2 separate regions of the Macaca mulatta genome follow, and region 1 is linked to region 2. A link is a contact called in public Hi-C data. All regions are on one chromosome and are shown on one strand. Each heading gives the region's core, a stretch centred on a gene start, on an enhancer-like site or on the middle of the called end of the contact. The rest is flanking DNA. Distances are from core to core; before and after follow the strand shown. Region 1 overlaps GRHL1 (grainyhead like transcription factor 1). Region 2 holds the start of RRM2 (ribonucleotide reductase regulatory subunit M2).

Region 1 (6,045 bases), core at 2,691-5,190, 140 kb after region 2:
ATGTAATTTAACTTAAATAATACCTAGATCTAGATATATAGGCAAAAGTGGCACACACATACAGAAAGATCTAGATTAAAGCCATTTTGTTCAACCCTGCTATTCAATAAGATCATGCAAATCCTCATATACTCAAAAGTTCTTAAGATATTAACCAGGAAAAAAAAAAAACCAATTACACACATATTAAACTCTCCCGCTTATTTTTATTACTCATGTTATGTTTGATTTCATAGGGATTGGCATTTGTGGTGAACTTGTGTGTTCAGCTGAAGGCTGAGGTTGTAACTCTGAACCACAGGACAAAGCATGATGTGTTGCCTTCCTCACTAAATGGCAACCTCCTTGAGATGACCCTGTCTTTTTTTTTTTTTTTTTTTTTTTCTGAGACGGAGTCTTGCTCTGTGCCCCAGGCTGGAGTGCAGTGGCGCGATCTCGGCTCACTGCAAGCTCCGCCCCGCCGGGTTCACGCCATTCTCCTGCCTCAGCCTCCCGAGTAGCTGGGACTACAGGCGCCCGCCACCTCGCCTGGCTAATTTTCTTGTATTTTTAGTAGAGACGGGGTTTCACCATGTTAGCCAGGATGGTCTCGATTTCCTGACCTCGTGATCCGCCCGTCTCGGCCTCCCAAAGTGCTGGGATTACAGGCTTGAGCCACCGCGCCTGGCCGACCCTGTCTTAATAATCATCTCTATGTCTCATGCCTGGATCATAACATATGCTTAACATATGCTTTTAATAAAAGGAGGAAAATACATACTGGGTATTGAATAAGTATGCCTAAGAATAAGTACAAAGTAGATATATAAAATATTTTTTATCCCCTTATCTAAACCAGAAGCAACTATTTTTCTGTAAAGGGCCCGATAGTATTTTCACATCCGTGGGCCACATGCAACTACCCAACTCTGCAGTAATAGTATAAAAGTAGCCACGGATATGAGTGTGGTGGTGTTTTGATAAAACTTGATTTATATAAACAGGCAGCTAGCTGGCCCAGCCTCAGAGGTGTCATCTGCTGACCACTGATCTAAACCATCCTCTAAGTTGCTTGGACATTAATTTATCCTTACATCATCATGATGGAGTAAACAGGGAGGAGGTGTATTTCTCTGTTTGTAATTGAGTATTTCCACTTTCCGCATAAGTGACTTCCTGGCAAGACATCCAGTGTGTGCTGTGCCCATGCATCGCTCCCCTGTGGAAACACACTGTCCCTATCAGCACAGCCCACGCTCATGGAGGGACCAGGCAAGTTCTGAGGGAGAAGTGCAGCTTCTGGGGAGCTTCATGGTCAGGAGGCGGCCTTCTTTAGTCTGCAACTAAACAGTTTTGTTTAATGTTAAAAACCTGCTGGCATACATATAAGGCGAGTGTAGAAACACAAGCCAGAGCTCTCCCTTGGGTCCAGTGGGAGCAACAAGATGGGCACACTTTGTTCCTCAGTTTTAACACTTTGCATGGATTCTACCTAATGGGGAGCCCCGAGTGAGCAAGAGCACAGGGCTATTCACCCAAATCCAGGTAAAACCAGGCTCGGACTGTTCCTATCCTGCAGACAAATAGTATCAATGTGATTACAGAAAACACTCCACTATCTTTACAGAGGATGGGAAAGAGGTAAAAAGTACGATGAATGAGGACACATCCAACTCCTCCTTTATAAAACATATGGGAGTGCATGTATACACACACACACGCTTAAAAAGCCCCATTTCAGAATCGGAGTAGGCTGAAGATTTACAACCTTCCTTCTCTAGAAAGATGTGAAGATCTCTGACATAAAACTTTAAGAACTCAAAAGATGACCTTTTCTGTTTTCATGCTTCCCACTTATTTTGAGAGAAAACATTTGTATTCAAATAATTAGAACATTAATGTCAAAAGATGAGCAACTAATATTATTCCCACCCAAATTATTGGAAGAGAAAAAAACTAACCACAAACATAAACTGCTGAACAATCCAAGGTGCTCTACAAGATTCCTTTTAAAACGTCTAGCCCATTTTTCTAAGGACAGTTCCTCATTCCTGACCAATAATTTATGCCCTTAGAATGTTTCAAAGTATTTAATTTTGTTTTCAAACCTCAGTTTGAAAATGAGAGGAAAACAAAATAAGATGATTTAAATGATCAAAGGATTAACTGATACAGACTTTTATTCTAAATGCTCTCAAGCACGGAAACCAACAAGAAATCAGATCTTGAATTTATAATGATTCCTCCAGGAAGCACTGCGGCAGCCACATCAGCGCTGTTCACACTTGGCTGCTTCCGCCAAGTTAGTCCTCAAAGAGAAAACAAGGAGGAAAAAGACAAAACAAAACAAAACAAACAAACAAAAAAACCCACTGTGCTCAAAACAGAGATCACCATCAGAGGTTCATTTCACAGCAGGTATAAGGAAAGTAACTGAGAATCAGTTTTATAAAATCCCCAACTCACCCACTCCTTTTGAGCTTTATCATCAACACTACAAACCAAGACACAATTCCAATAAAGCATGCTAACCGTGTAGTCTAAAGAGAGTAGTCAGGAATGTGAACTTTAACAAGTGAATTTAATTTGTGGAGAGAAATGCACTTATCCTCACTGCCTACCCTAAAAACATTCACCTTTCACAAGAATATCACACAGCGCACAGTCTCTGGCTATCAGTATCTTTAAACTCAAAAGAGACGGTGTCAAGCTGTGACTGAGCCTCAGGCTTTGAAGATATAGATGGCAAAAGACACACAGTTAAACAGGTGACAAAGCCAAGGCCAGGACCCAAGTCTCCTGATTCCAACCTCAAGGCTCTTTTCTCAAAACCACACTGCAACAGTGACAAATAGAAAGCCAGAGAAGTACCTTGTGGAAAAATTGTTTGGTGAAGTAGACGAACGTAGAGAAAAGGGCGAACCCCGAATGGTTCTGAGCAGGTTGCTTTTTGGTCACGAGGCATGAAATTAAAGGTCTCTGCATTTCGAACCACAGAGCTAGGCTGTTTCAAACTTCCTCTTTGACTTCACATAAGTCATGAGTCTAGCTGGTGACGTGGCTCCATGAGACAGCAGCAGCGGTCGTGGACACAGGCCCAGTTGCCTCTGGGAGTCTTTATCACTTTAACCCATCCTAGTATTTAAATTCAATTTAGGGCCGGGCGCAGTGGCTCAAGCCTGTAATCCCAGCACTTTGGGAGGCCGAGACGGGCGGATCACTAGGTCAGGAGATGGAGACCATCCTGGCGAACACGGTGAAACCCCGTCTCTACTAAAAAATACAAAAAAAAACTAGCCAGGCGAGGCGGCGGACGCCTGTAGTCCCAGCTACTCGGGAGGCTGAGGCAGGAGAATGGCGTAAACCCGGGGGGCGGAGCTTGCAGTGAGCTGAGATCTGGCCACTGCACTCCAGCCCGGGCGACAGAGCCAGACTCCGTCTCAAAAAATAAAATAAAATAAAATAAAATAAATAAATAAATAAATTCAATTTAGTCAAACGCCGCATAATATCATTTCAGAAAGTAATCAATCTACTAAATTGAATGTAGAAACCCTAGGGAAATTTCTACTTTAATTCTCTAAATCAGTGAAAAAGATTGCTCTAAGAGAGTTAATAGAAACCTAACAACCAAAATTAAAATGTGAGGTCCATAATGTAGTTATTCTAACCCCAAATCCAACAGCACTAAAAGAGAATGAAATCACCATTTTCTAAGACATTTATATACAGTTATACAATTCAACTGAAGCCAGGAGAGTGGGAAATAGTTTAACAAATCAAAGTCAGATTGTTCAGGAACATTTTACTAAGTATGATATGGCAGACACATAATCATCATAGCATTCCTTCCCCAACCCAAAATAAACAAACAAACACTGATGACCTTCCTTCTCTCTGGGCCTTGTGGTCCCCTGCTAGTCCTCCATCTGTGTGGGCTCCATTAATTCATGTGGCCCAAGAAGATATTGGGGACTGAGTCACAGACTCAGAAGCAGAACCCAGTCCCACTCAGAGAACCCCAGCATGCCTGCTCTGATGGTGGGAGGAGACCAGCCTATCCCAGGGAAGAATGCTACCCCCAAGAAATAAAAGACTTCCAGTGGCAGCCAGCATTTGTGTTATTTCTCAGACTATCCAATCACCATCAAGGAAAAAGAAAAAGAATTGGCAGGAGGCGGGCAGGGAGGACAGGGATGTGGGAATAAAGAGGCACTAACTTGAAATCTTCCCACATCTATGTGGGGCGTTTCCCTGAAGAAAAACAAGAACGAGTCAGCAGCCTGGCTGTTGCCTCAGCACCACCTTCCCACACCGCCCACATATGGGCTTGGTTTCTGTGGAGTGTAGGGAGCCAGGGAAAAAGTCACAGAGATAAAAAGAGAGACAAAAAAAAAAAAACCCAAAAAAAACACACCACCACTGTGGAGGTACCTGCACACTCTTCTCCCGTGTCACGGTCCTGTAAGCAGGACCTGGTGAACCTAAGGACACTTGGCATATACAGTGATTTGGCACCTGTTGTCCCAAGTAAGTACAGTGTTTGTTCTGAAATATGCAGAACTGGATGCAGGTGTGACACAAGGCACACAGGCCACATTCCATCCTCACCAGGCACGGAACAGGGCAGGCAAGCCCATGGGCCAGAAAGGAAGAGCTGGCGGGCAGGCTGCCTTCCAATCAGAAGTTCTCTTTCATTTACAAGGAAAAGCTAAAAACAAAATCCCTAAGTTAATGTAGGGAGTGCCCTGTATTTACTAAAGGATTGAGGGTCTTGCGTGCAGAAGAGCTCCACATAAAAGAAATCTGAACTCCAAGGCCCCATGCTGCCTTGAAACTGCTGTGCTGGGTAAGTTCAGTTACTACTAATGATGTCAGGTCACAGTCAGGCTCTCTGCTTTAGTTTCCAAGTAGCAAAACTGGTTGAAAAGACAGCTTGAGAAAGCTACCACAGATAGAATTTCCAGGAAGGACCTAGGAGAAGGAGGGTTAAGGTGACAAGCTATCAAAAAAGAAAGTTTTATAGAGGAGTCAATTGTTTCTTGACAGTGGCAGGGTGGAGGAAGGGGGAAAATTCAACCAAAAAAAAAAAGAAAAAGGAATTCAAGTAGCAGCCCAGATGCAGGCTACACAGACATGGGTGCTTGAAATCCGTTTCACAAGACGCAAGTTTCACTACCAAACTACAGCTTTCTTCAGCTGCCAAGTCCCTCCCTGGTCCAGAGACAGCTTCCGCTTGGCCCTTACCCCCCGGCCTGCGCGATGACAAATGTACGCTTCGTTACCTGTGGATTCCAAGTTCTACCGTGGTTCGATGGACTTTATTTTACATCTGCATGGAACATGTCTTCAAGCCAAAGTCCAACAGACTTAGCTTTAAAAAAAACGAGAAGTTTCTAGGAGAAATCATCCTCACAATCACCCCGAAAACAGCAGCTTCGTCAAAGAAAAATGTCCAATTGCTAAATAAAGACTTTATTCTATATCAGCTAATTAAAGGCATTCTCTACAAACTTCCAATCGAGGAAGTTTTCTTGTTATTTCCAATACTGATCAAGCTACAACTCTAAAAACTACTCATTCCGTATAAAGGAATGTGACTATCTCGACTCTGGTACAAAACATTTCATTTTTTCTTTTAACAGGTATGTATTGTTAAACTGCGTAAGAGAAAACCCCTGGGATCAAACAAATCTCAATTCAGAAGCCTCCACGGCTATACCTTGGGTTTTCCTTGGGGTTTAAGGATAGAAATGCATGAATAATCCAGCTCAGTCTAGTCAGCTTCGTGATCTGCCTAGACACTAAAAGCCTCTTCTCCTGCATTTTAAAAGTAACAGTGCTTCCTGACATCTTTTTCTACTTAGGCCAGGGAGTATACCTTTAGTTTTAAATCTCCTGTCTTCATTTAATTGCAATTGCAAGTAGGATGTTTGACTCACTTCTCTCCCCCCTCCTTCCTCCCATCACACTGGAAATTTAAAGTTGTGAAACAAACCAAACCTGTCCCTGCCTAATGGAACCAAACGTGGCAACACCTTATTTTAATGGCACACTTGATGGGTG
Region 2 (5,670 bases), core at 567-3,066:
CCATGGGCGGCAATTTCATGGGACCCGATGTGAAAACGTGGCTGTCCCGTCGCACTCCGTGGGTCGCAGCAGAGGAGCGCACGCCCAAACCGGGAAATGGGCCGAGGGGCACGGGAGGTCGCCCTGGGGAGGGGCCGCGTAGGCGGGAAAGGAACCGGCGCGGGAGTGTGAACAGCTGAGGAGACAATGCGGTTTTGGCGCCAAGACGCCCAAGGCCGCCCCTGGCCCCTCTGCCCCACGCCCGTCACTCACCGGCTCCACGGGCTCCTGGAAGATCCTCCTCGCGGTCTTGCTGGCCAGGACGCGGGCCCCGCTCAGGGCTGGCGGCTGCAGGGAGACGTGTGTGAGTCGGAGGCGGCTTCGCTTCCCTGCCTCCCTCCCCGGTCCGCAGCACCCTCCCCGCGCGCTCACCGTGTTCTCCTTGTCTACCAGGCTTAGCCCCTTCAGCGGCGAGAGCTGCAGCTGCTGCGGGTTCGTGATGGGCGCGAGCGGGATGCGGACGGAGAGCATAGTGGCGGCGCAGCGAAGTACAGCGACAGGCCAGAACAGGATGGCTGGGACGCGAAGCACGGGCGACCCCTCGGTCCAGCAGCCTTTAAATCTCCCGTGCCGGCCCTTCCCATTCGCTTTGGCGCCCCGGCCCTTCCCATTGGCTGTGCCGTGCCCCCGACCCTTCCATTGGCTGCACCTTGACCCCACCCAGGCTGGCCGCGGGACAGCGCGCGATTTTCAAGCGCAGCGCGGGAGCCTCCGCCGGCGCCTTCCGGGGACCACCGGGGACACCCCCGTGGACGCCCCCCGGGACCTCCCGGTTCCCCCCGCTCCGTCCGCTGGCTGGGTCGGGGGCGCCGCCGCCCGGGCCTCCACAGGTCCCACGGGACCAGGACCGCAGTCCCTGAGAGTCTCGGCGGCGTTGGCGCGCGCGGGCCCCGGTTCGCCCGGGAACCGTTTGGGATTGCGTGAGGCGCAGCGATTGGAGCCCGCGGGCGCGCTTCCCAAAAGCGCCTCCTCCCAGCCGCGCCGCCGCAGGGCAGGAGACTTTGCCAACGAGGTTGGTGCAAAGGCCTGGAAGACGCTCCTGGGTCGGGGGAGGCGTTGCTGCGACCCTTTCGATCTGTGTCCCTGGGGTGGGAGTGCAAGGGCCCCGAGCCCTGACATTTGGGCGGGGTGGTCGGCGAGGACCCTACAGCCTAAAAGTTAGGGCTGCTGAGCCCCGCGGCTCGTTTTGTTGTGACTGGGACATGCGACCAGGCTTCTTACAGATTCGGCGTCCCCCTGAGTAAAATGGGACTCGTCACCGCGTGGGGTGTTAATGTGGTGAGGAGAGCATTCGTTGAGATGACTCATGTAAAATGTGCAGTCCTTCGTAAACCTTCAAACTCCAGGACACGGAGAGAAGGCCCTTGGTGCAATTTTCCACAGAAATCCTGTCTCCTGTCAGACCCCTGTCCCCTATTGTCACCCTTGCTTTAAGAATTGCAAACTGTGGCTGGGCGCGGTGGCTCACGCCTGTAGTCCCAGCACTTTGGGAGGCCGAGGCAGGAGGATTGTTTGAGGCCAAGAGCTGGAGACCAGCCTTGGCAACATAGTGAGACCCCGCCCCCATTAAAAAAAGAAAAAAAAAACTTGTTTTAATTGCAAACTGAGCAAAAATTCCTGGGAGAAAGTTCACAGAATGATTTTAGAACTAGGATTTAATGTACTACTCATTGGGCATCAAATATGCTGAAGAGGAGTTTGAAAACACTGAGGTAGAGCCTGGAACTTAGCAACAGCTTTCATTTAATTGTCTATGTGGCTTTCCGATTTGCCAGGCCCTGCAACGGCAAAATGCCAAAAATAAAGGAAGAGAAAGAAACTTTAAGATCCAAGAAGAAATCATTAACCTGAGAAAGCTTCAACAGCTGCACTCAGGGCTGTTATTGAGAGACTCGGGACTTTTTACAAAGCCTTTTCTAGATACTTTATAGAGGGTGGGGTTGGACAGATACCCTCCCCATCTAGGTCTGTTTCTCTCATTTCTTAAAAGTACTACGGACTTGTATTCAAAGTATTCTCGTGTTGCAGGGATAAGTGACCATCACATTCCTTACACAAAGCCACAACCAAAACTTTGGTGTAGCATGATTTGTTTAAAGCAACTTGCCATCCATTGCCAGTTTCACCCCCAAACACACTAAAGCATCCATCTCCAGGAAATTGGTATTTTTATTGATTACTTTATGGCTGATAAAGCTATTATCTAACAAAATTATAATTTCTTGGTGTAATACTCAACTCAGATTTCAATGTCCCATAATCAACGTCTAAAGCCCTGGTTTTGGTTGCCCTACGGCGCCACGTGCTTTTTTGCTCCTGTTAAACTCACTGTTAACTGAAATAGCCAGAGGTGGCTTCACTTACAGTTTAGTTCCTGGCCACGTAATTAACAGCCATTGTAGAAGGCGCGGAAAGATGCGTACGTGTTAGAGGCCAGGTGAAGTCGCCATCCTCCCCTCCCGCGCTGAACCTGAGTCATCTCGGCGTGGCCCTCCTCCCTCCAGGTCCGGCATCTTTGCCCCGCTGCGGAGGTGGCGGCGCCCACGGCCACGCGGCAATGCGGAAGGTTCCGCCTCTGGGGGGTCGGGCAAAGCAGCCACTCCCGGGAGGGCGCCCGCCGCCGCCGCCGCAGGCGCCGGGCTGCTGCTAGCGCCGGGATTTACTCCTTTTTCCGTCGGTGCTCGTTTTTTTGGTTTTATTTAAGTGAACAGACAAGGGTCTCGCTTGTTTGCCCAGGCTGATCTCAAACTCCTGGCCTCAAGCGATCCTCCCTCCGCCTCCCTAAGCCCCGGGATTCCTGGCGGGAGCCACTTGAGCGCGCGTTTTGACATCTGCATCTACACCATTGGTCTGCACGGGAGGCCCCGCCCCGTTCCCCGGAAGGCTCCTCTGCATTCCCAGCCTCAGGTGCCCCGCCCCGTTTCCGCTGCGCGCTCTCCCGCTCATACGCCCCCAGCCCGGACAGGTTTGCAGGTCCCTGGCCAAGGTTAGCGCGACTTCCAAAAGGCTGTTCCTACCTGTCCACCATTAGGGTGGAAAAACCGCGGCCCGGGGAGCTCAGCACTCACTGTGTACCAGACGCCGTGCCGAAGGTGGTCATAATAATAATTACGGCTGCAGCACCCACAGCCTCTGGGCACCTGGATCGTGTGAGGCTGGGTTTTTTTTGTTTTGTTTTGTTTTGTTTTAGTTTTTTGGTTTTTTTGTTTTGAGACAGGGTCTCGCTCTGTTGCCCAGGCTGGTGGCTGCATCATAGTTCACTGCAGCCTCAACTTTCCGAGCTCAAGCGATCCTCCCACCTCAGCCTCCCAAGTAGCTAGGACTGCAGGCATGCACCACTCTGCCAGGCTAATTTTTAAATTTTTTGTAGAGATGGGTTCTCGGTATGTCACCCGGGCTGGTCTTGAACCCCTGGGCTCAAGCCCTCCACCCGCCTTGGCCTCCCAAAATGCTCAGATTACAGGCGTGAGCCACCGTCCCACCGGGGTTGGTATTTTTAACCCCGTTTCATAGGTGAGGAAATGAAGACCTGAGAGGCAAGGAAACTGCCCAAGGTCGCACAGCACAACTGCACAGCAGAACGTTTCTACCCTAACTTTTTATTATGAATGTTTTCAACATACAGAATAATGGAACGATTGCTAGCATTCGCCCACTACCTAGGATTCAACAGCTGTTTCTATTTTGCCATATTTGCCTCATGGCAAATATGGCAGACACCCCCTCTGTGGGTGTGTGAGGCTTATGCTTTTTTATGGATCATTTGAAAGTGATAGATATCATGACCCATTACCCCTAAACGTTTCAGCTCCTAAAAATAAGGACACTCTCTAACATCACCACAATACCACATTTATCCCTAGGAAAACTAACAATACTCCAGTATCACCTAATATCCAGTCCATATTCCTGTTTTTCCAATTGTTTCAAAAATGTCTCATAGTTTTTTGGATTTACTTTTTTTATGCAGGATCTAATTAAGTACATGCATTGCGTTTGGTTATTATGTTGCTTTAGACTCTTAATAAAGCTCTTCCACTTCTTTTCCCCACGACATTGGCTTTGAAGTACAGGCCAGTTTTCTTGTAGAATGTCCCACATCCTACATTTGCCTGATTGTTTATTCACGGTGTCAATTAACTTGTTTTCCTGACCCCTGGACTCTACACTGGAAGTTAGGTGAAAAGGCTTTATTAGGCCCTGCTTGGAGGCTCACGCCTGTAATCCCAGCACTTTGGGAGGCTGAGGCAGGCAGATCACCTGAGGTCAGGAGTTTGAGAGCAGCCTGGCCAATATAGGGAAACCCCATCTCTACTAAAAATACAAAAATTAGCCAGATGTGGTGGCAGGCGCCTGTAATTCCCACTACTTGGGAGGCTGAGGCAGGAGAATTGCTTGAACCCAGGAGGCAGAGGTTTCAATGAGCCGAGATCACACCATTGCACTCCAACCTGGGCAACAAGAATGAAATTCCGTCTCAAAAAAAAAAAAAAAAAAAAAAGGCAGGTGGGGAGTGGTCGTTATTAGACTTAGGCTAAAAGTTATTGGCAAGAAGACTTCATAAGTGATAATATAGCTAGGATTTGAACCCGGGTCTGACTAACTCCAGAATTCCAGACTCTCAAAAACTTTAATATGAACTGCCAATTACATTATATATATTATATATAAAATATATAATATATATATAATATATATTATAGAGAGAGAGAGAGAGAGAGAGAGATGAGATCTCGCTATATTGCCCAGGCTGGTCTCAAACTTCTGGGTCAAGCTGTCCTTCTACCTCAGCCTCCCAAAGTGCTGGGATGACAAGCATGAGCCCTTGCGCCCAGCCCAGCATTCTTAATGTAGCACGGCACAGTAGCACCACAACCACAAGTCTCAGGAGCAGCCCAGTTCAACTTTATAATTAGTTTATGTGTCACTCACTCAGAGGTCAGCAGGAAATGGTTAAGCAGGAAGCAGGGTGGACAACCAGATGAAACTGTCTGATGTTGATATGAGTGTCACCACATCATGTGTGTCTAGAACATTCGCATTGGAGAGCTTCAGCCACTAAGAGGCCATTTTCAGGAGATGGTGAGGATGGGGCAGCCAGCACAGTACAGAACCTTTGGGATCAATGATTTTCTTTGTGCTCAGATAACCTCTAAAATGGTGTTGAAAAGTGATGTGCCACTTTGCACACATTTAAAGTGACATTTAGCCAGGCACAGTGGCACACCGTTATCGTCCCAGCTACTCTAGAGGCTGAGGAAGGAGAATTGCTTGAGACCAGGCATTTGAAACCAGTCTGGGCAACATAGCAAGACCCCTGTCTCTCAAACTAAAATAAGAATTAAACTGACATTTAAACTTTTTGTCATAAATTAAATAGTTACAGGAGATGTAATCTCCATCATGTTGCAAATATGAGCACTTTAAAACGAAAACTGGCCAGCATAGTGGCTCACACCTGCAATCCTAGCAGTTTAGGAGGCTGAGCTGGGAGGATGGCTTAAGCCCAGAAGTTCAACACCAGCCTAGGCAGCATAGTCAGACCTTGTCTGTATGAAAAATAAAAAATTAGCTGATTGTGGTGGCACGCATCTATGGTCCCAGCTATTCAGGAGGCTGAGGCAGGAGTAT

What was found. Hi-C and Micro-C count contacts between places; a contact is called where the count stands out from the background.
Region 1: a Hi-C map of cortical neurons shows a contact between it and region 2, with 2.8 times the contacts expected there. The contact joins the enhancer-like site here to the promoter of RRM2 in region 2. A contact is called at or near these places in 6 of 14 Hi-C or Micro-C datasets (CD4 T cells, cortical neurons, fetal cortex germinal zone and 3 more).

What each region holds. Positions count from the first base shown.
Region 1 is chr13:114,836,446-114,842,490 of T2T-MMU8v2.0, forward strand. All of the region lies in intron 8 of GRHL1 (grainyhead like transcription factor 1), which reads right to left. Among named protein-coding and RNA genes, the nearest start is that of GRHL1, 24 kb to the right of the region's middle. Within about 2 kb of position 3,941, at least 9 of the 40 cell types and tissues checked have an H3K27ac peak or open chromatin away from gene starts, as enhancers often do. A contact at or near this core is called in cortical neurons, where this site is marked.
Region 2 is chr13:114,701,930-114,707,599 of T2T-MMU8v2.0, forward strand. It overlaps RRM2 (ribonucleotide reductase regulatory subunit M2), which reads right to left and starts at 1,817. Exons shown (of 14, transcript XR_013403056.1): 1 at 412-1,817; 2 at 253-327.